Regions from separate parts of the Zea mays genome. Here region 2 is linked to region 1. A link is a contact called in public Hi-C data. All regions are on one chromosome and are shown on one strand. The core of a region is the stretch at or near the end of the contact, and the rest is flanking DNA. Distances in the headings are between cores, read along the strand shown.

Evidence for each region. A called contact is a pair of places that touch in the nucleus more often than the background predicts.
Region 2: a contact with region 1 is called in a Hi-C map of leaf, with 9 times the contacts expected there. The contact joins the promoter of LOC100279815 here to the enhancer-like site in region 1. A contact is called at or near these places in 2 of 25 Hi-C or Micro-C datasets (endosperm and leaf).

The regions. Positions count from the first base shown.
Region 1 is chr9:94,803,100-94,806,610 of Zm-B73-REFERENCE-NAM-5.0, reverse strand. No RefSeq gene overlaps it. Among protein-coding and RNA genes, the nearest start is that of LOC103638685, 21 kb to the left of the region's middle. Within about 2 kb of position 1,335, at least 18 of the 20 cell types and tissues checked have an H3K27ac peak or open chromatin away from gene starts, as enhancers often do. A contact at or near this core is called in endosperm and leaf, where this site is marked.
Region 2 is chr9:95,036,891-95,040,228 of Zm-B73-REFERENCE-NAM-5.0, reverse strand. LOC100279815 (phospholipase D family protein) reads right to left here and starts at 1,421. Exons shown (of 3, transcript NM_001152770.1): 1 at 1,253-1,421; 2 at 1-1,121. The coding sequence starts at 1,360.

The DNA.
Region 1 (3,511 bases), core at 86-2,585:
TTCTTGACTTCGGTGGCTCCATCCATGGTGATGTGTGCACGTTTTCTGTAAGCTATATGTGCATATATTGTATATATATATGATGTGGTATCCGCTTCCTAAAAGGAATAATTGGTATCTTACCACACTTAGAACGTTGCTTTGTTGTTATAGTTGCCAATGTGCCTATAAATTATGAGTTCATCTGAGTCTATGAAATATCAACTGGATGGTAATTTGACGAAACAATTTCAATCTAATGACAAATATCCAATTATCTCGAATTCGAAGAAGAATATTCGACCTAGAAATATGTAAGCAGATGAGGATTTGTCTCTCCTAAATCCTCTTCCGCGGTGAAAATGGGAAAGCTATAATTCTCTGTGCATCGTCATTGCAATTGTTTATCGGTTTTGCCGCATTAGTATTGATGAACGAAACGGCACATACTTATCTCTTACAACAACAAATTAAAAAGGCGTAACCATGTAGGCGATCCGGGTCAAAACCATGATTTCCGAATAGAGATAGAGCACAACACAGTGTAGTTAAGAAAGAAAAGTACAAGAGGTTAAGACAACCACGGCTAGCTAAGGAGAAAAAAAAGACCTCCACCCCGTTATCCTATCAAATTTCTATAAACATTAATACGATCATCACAACTATTTATATGACTGTAGCTATATATGCTCTAAAATATAAAACCTAAAAACACGTCTAAATAACATGTCCGTACCACCTATGGTCAATTATAACAAGTAAAAGCACTACGACCCCATATAATGGTCGTCCACCTGGACCTAAAGCTTAACGAATTAGCATGTACATCTTTGTCGATGTCAACATCAAACAGATATGTTTTATTGTCGACTTAGGTGGACCGCGCTATGGATCTCATACTTTTCTGGCTACTACTCACCAATGTCACCTGACTTGACCGTTAGTACAAGTGGCCACTTGGGTTTTTTTTTTGATCTATTTCAGATTTGGCCTCTTCCTCAATAAATCTAGGCGGGCGGCTACCGAACAGATTTTTTAATCCTTAAGATAATGATAGAGACACTCACTACCACGTGGAGTGTGCCACACGTACGAGAACTCGGAAGAACGAGAGCTACTACATTATCAACTCCAGCTCAAGAAGAACCACTGTATTTCGGCAAGCAAGAATGCCCAGCACACGGAGTAAACTGAGGTGAAGCCCCCAAGGCCTCTGATACGGTGGCTGGGCAGCCGTGTGCTGCCATTTCGAAACAACGGCGCGGGGAGTTGCGTTGAATGGTTGGTACTGGAGACTAGAGAGAAACTGACAGAGAAGGACCGAGGCTTTGAAGGCTGGGACAGGGACGCGCAGAGGATCTTGACATATCCCATTGGATATTCCCCTTCCGGAACGGATTATGCGCCGAATCTTCCACTGCCCCCAGCGTGCTCTGGTCATGCCCGTACTTTCTTAAAAGAGGCTACATGTAGAATATTGGAGTTTTGCTCGGATCCTCTGCGCCCCGTCATCTGTGCTCTTCCATGTACACCTTCTTTTTGTTTGTTTTTTTTTAAAAAAACTTGCTTTGGCGTCCAACAATGCCAAGTCGCCGCTTTACCCCATTGGTGGATTATGTATTTGGTGACACATTGAATATAACTTCTGTCGCCCGTTAGAGATTGCACAATAGGTTGGAGGAAATTAAATTACTCCCATTCCTCCATTTTTCTTCAGGACTTGTTTGAATACTCTTGTATTCACCTTAATCAATGTATATTGAGATAGATTGTATTGTAAATTAGTTTAAGTTATAATTTAGTCTATTTTAGTATACGTGGATTGAGTTAAATATGAAAGTATCCACGAGAAAAACACATTTCGAGTTTTCTTTGTCGCCAACCGCATTGGGAATCGTAGGTGGTCTTTTCACTACTGTCTCTGTGTGCGGAGTACTGCGTGCAGACATTCCAGCTGCTTGACCGTTGAGTTGTTTACAGTCAGTTGCTAGCTACATGCAGGCATGGGCCCAACAATTGTGACATCCCATTTAACATAAAAAAACGAAGCAAGTTTCCTCCTAACTTGGTCACTGTGCCGAGAACATATACGTAGAAGAAAAATGTATAGGGGGAGTACAACATTGACATTAATCTTTGCAACAAAAAAAGACTGGTTTCTTAATTTAATGTCACATCTTTACTATATTAAAGCATCGGTTTCAACAGTCGTCCCATGTTAATATTTTTTTAAAAAAACCATACATTTTTAGAATCAACATGCACTCCTATAATCTCTTCTCTACTACTATAATAGAAGAGTTTATGTAAAAAATAAGTTAAAATTATGTATAAGTGAGTGTTTGAACCTTGGTTGCTGGCTCCACATTCACACATACCTAATCAATAAAAACATATATTTTGTGCTTTATTAAAACAAATTTATCCTATGTTATATATATAAACCGTAGCAATGCATGTGCATATGACTAGTTGATTTTAATCAATGAGTTTGGCGAGGAGAAGAACATCATTTTTTCAGTTTAATTTAGTAATAGCCAGCCCCGTGCATCGCCCAGCGCATATGGACTGATCACACAGGGCCTCCAAAGTTTTAGGGCTCCAACTCTTGCGTATATTATGCTATGGTCTACTATATGCTAAAAAAATGAATACTTGGTTCAATTTTTGAATAAGCGAAATAATCGTGTATGAATGCCTATAGTTCCTAATTTCTTATACAACAAGAAAATATATAGTTATATGTTAATTAATGACCATACTTTGATAGTTTGGTTATTTATATTTTTCTTGTATAGAGACTAAATATATGTTCCGCGTCAGGGCCACAAAAACATAGGTACGGACCTGGTAATAACACATTTCACTTATATATATTAGCATCTCTTGGTGTCGGTTCTAAAGGTGGTCTTAGTGCCAATCTCTTACTTATTTAGATCTTGTCAGGCAGAGTTCCGACTCCTAAAATGACTCTAATGGTAGTTTTGTTATAATTTATGTTAGTTTTGTGTGTATAAGGTAGGAGAAACCATATTTTAGCGACTCCGGCCTAGGCTCCTCTAAACTTCCTGTAAGGAGTCCTTTTTCATGTTTGGTAGGGCTCCTTGCAAGCAGCCACGAGAAGAAGTGGAAGGCCTACCTAACAAAGTCCTATTATAATGTTACATAAAAATGATAGAGTAGTACATAAACTAAGGTGAGAAGGGGGAGTTGAGTTTCATCCCAATAAATACAAATTGACATTGCTTCCTACTAGTTAATGAAACTCCAATAACCTACATTAAGGGCTCATAGTTGCACCTCTTTGTTTAGGTAAATTTTGTGCATCTCGGATGCTCGTTATGCACCATGCATCTCATGTTTATGATGTGCTATATAAATATATTTTACACATGCAAGTCTATTATGTATTTTTTATATCATACAAATATTGAAGTAGTAAACATTTTCGTTGATATTTTCATGCTAGTATTTAATTTGGATAGCAATGCAACTCGCTAGACTATTTATATGGCTTATCTGATCCATCCAA
Region 2 (3,338 bases), core at 172-2,671, 230 kb before region 1:
CATGGCTCCCTCGGCCCGCCGTTGTCAATGGACGCACCGGCGAGGTTGGGCTGGTGGAAATCCTTGTGGTGCGCTGTATCCAGAGTCCGGAACAGGGAGTGGAACTGCGTGTCGTAGCGGCCGTCGCAGAGGTCAAGGCCGCCGACGAAGCTGAGGATGCGGCGGCGGTCGCTGCGCTTCGCCGGCATTTCGTGGTCGACCACGACGATCTTCTGGTGGTGCGTGATCATGTAGGCGATCTGCGCGCCCATGACGGCGCTGCTGCCGGCGTCGGGGTTGCGGGGGCAGAGCACGCAGTGCACGCCGCTGCCGCGGAAGTACTCCGCCGTCTCGGCGTCGTGCGTGCTCATGAACCCCCATTTCATCCCGAGGGACTCGACGGAGGTGCGGTCGTCCCACACCAGCATGAGCACCCGCACTCCTTCGCTCGCCTTGCGCTTCAGGAGCTCGCCGAGAGTGGCTTCGCCGCCGGGGCGCGGCCGGCTGCCGTCCCTCAACAGCGTGATCTCAGTGTACACCGACCATCCGGTGATGTAGATGAGGTGGCGCGCGTTGCTGATGGCGTCGAACACGTCCTCCCAGCACCTGCCCGGCTGGTAGAGGCGGCCTCCGGCGAGCGGGATCCTGGGCGCGAACGCGTCGGGCGTGTGCGCGTCCTGGTATAGCGTGACCCTGCACCCGGGCCGCTGCGAGAAGAAGGTGTACGGCACGCCAGGGTACCGCGCGCCGCCGACGCCCCGGCCCCACCCGCGGGGGTCGGCGGACACGTCCTGGAACCGCAGGCGCACGCGTATCTTGGGCCCGTGCGGGAGCCGCTTCTTGCTGGCGTCGAGGATGTCGAGCGACCGCTCGATCTCCTGGCCAGCGATGAGGTCCCGGACGGGGAGGTAGGCGCGGCCGATGAGCGTGGCGCCGATGGGCTGCGCGGCCTTGACGGAGAACACGACGTCGGAGGCGAAGTGGGCGCAGTAGATGTGGAACACCTCGTACCAGCGCGGGTTCACGGGGTCGCCGGTGATGACCCGCGTCCGGCCCACGCGCGCACGGCCGAGGTCCACCGTCGCGTACAGCCGCGTGGAGCCCTGGCCGAGCCCGAGTGAGTCCTCGAACCCCTCCACGAACTGCAGGCGCGGCGCGAACGAATCAGACGAAGTAAGTACAAGAATCTTGAATCGGGACGAAGCAAAGCATGGAAGCTACTGCTAGCATTTGCGATGAAGAAAAGATATGGGTCGATCTTGGACTGATTTACCTTGCGGAAGATCCCGGGGGCGCCGCCGGTGGCCCGGGTGGGGTTGGTGAGGTGGTCGGCCTCCAGGATGGTCGCATCCAGAGTGCCGTGCAGCAGCAGGTGCGCCATGGCTGCACCTCCACCTCCTCCACAGCTCGCTTGTGCTGCTGTTGTCCAAGATAACTTCACCTTCCAACTTCCAGTTCCAGAACGGAGGAAACGATGTGCCAATAGGTGAGAGACAGAGACCTGTCACTCTACCAGCTTTCGTCAAAGTGGATGCGCGTGATGCCAACAAAAAAAAAAAAATCACCAAGCGTAGCAAGAAATTAAGACTGGCTGATTTGGAAATGATTCAGAGTTAGAGAATGTGCGGAGAAATTAAGTGGGGATTAATTCGGGATGGAACATGCCAACAGGAAGGAAATTAATTAGCAGACGATTGGCTGAAGCCCTGAGACTGATGAGGAATCAGAGCAGATCTGGGAGAGTCCAGTGCGCAATGAACTGTGACTCTGTCAGTGCGTCAGCGTCTGGTCATCGAAGTCCAAAGATGCTCACACTATCCATCGCACTGTCGATGGGGGAGGCCATTCGAAATGATCACATGAAGTCGCAGACACAGGCAGCCATACGAGATCTGGGAAGAAGTTAGATTCAAAATCAGAGCAAAGAAGCAGACAAAAGATCGTGCAGTGCAAAGACGATGAACTCGAATCGTCGGCCACAACAACAGGCAACAGAAATGACCCCGCGGGCCCAAATGGCACCAACGACAATCTTGGGCTTTTGTTTTTCTTTCTTCAAAAATTATATTTGGATCTAACCTACTGGACCATCTTTTTATTTGGGCTTTTATTGGGCTGTAGACACGTGGACCGCAGCGTGTCAGCTCTTTTCACTAATGCCTACTGTATTTTGACTTTGGTTACAGACGACGGAAAGAATTTGGGATGTAATGGGATTGATACACACACATATTATTTGTTTCATATTTGATTCCATATTTCCTCTCCGAATTTGAATCAGATACGAATATTATCAAATTATATCAGATAAGATTTAAATAGATATGACAATAGATATATATTTCCACAACACACCTTTGATATAATGCAACAATCACTGACATGCGTAGCCAACTAAGGGCTTGTTCGGTTAGCTCTCAATCCATTTGGATTGAGTGAGATTGGATGAGTTTAAATCTCAAACAAGTCAAACTTCTTCTTAAATTTTCTCAATCTCATCCAATCCATGGGTAACAGGATTAACCGAACAAGGCCTAAATATCTCTTGGAGCCTAGAAATCATTGTAGTAATGTCATGGTGCATCTAGAAGTGTAGAAATGTTGGATGTTCGAAAACATTCCACATAATGTACCAAACCGTAGAAACATGGTTAATGAGGAGATGACACTACTATGTTATGTAGCGGCCTCTACCAGGACCTAGCTACAAAACAATGCAGAACCCCCCCCCCCCCACATGTAAATTCGTTGATGTAACCTTCGCAAGAAGATGTACATAATCTACCCTTTTATCTAATAAAAAATATTGTATGGGCTTTCCCTAAGTAAATTTATCAAGAGATTTAAATGGATATCGACATCCTAAATATCCAATTTTTAGTATATAGATAAAAATACAGATCAGATACTGACTTCGATACAGATCAAATCTTAGCACTCTTGCTTAGGGATTGGAAGCGGAGCAAATCATCCACTACAACTCGCAAGCCACCACAATACTTCTTGCTTATTTGTGTAGGGAGGACTACAACAAGGTGAACGGGTTAGAAAGTGTCAAGGAGATTTGGGACACACTCAAAACGGTGCATGTAACACCCCGTCCAATCCCTGGACCGACGGTACTTACTCCTGGCAGCTCTCTACGATCATATATTGTCCCCACAGACCAACACAAGTCTTTTGTGCGCACTTTGTCCTCACTCATGCGCACCCGAGAAAACTTCCCGGTCGGTCACCCATCCCAAATTGCTCCAAGCCAAGCACGCTTAACTTGGAGGTTCTTTCGAGACAGGCTTCTGAAAAAGAAGATGCACCTTGTTGGTATGATTACACTATTAATTCTATTAAGCCTTGGGCTA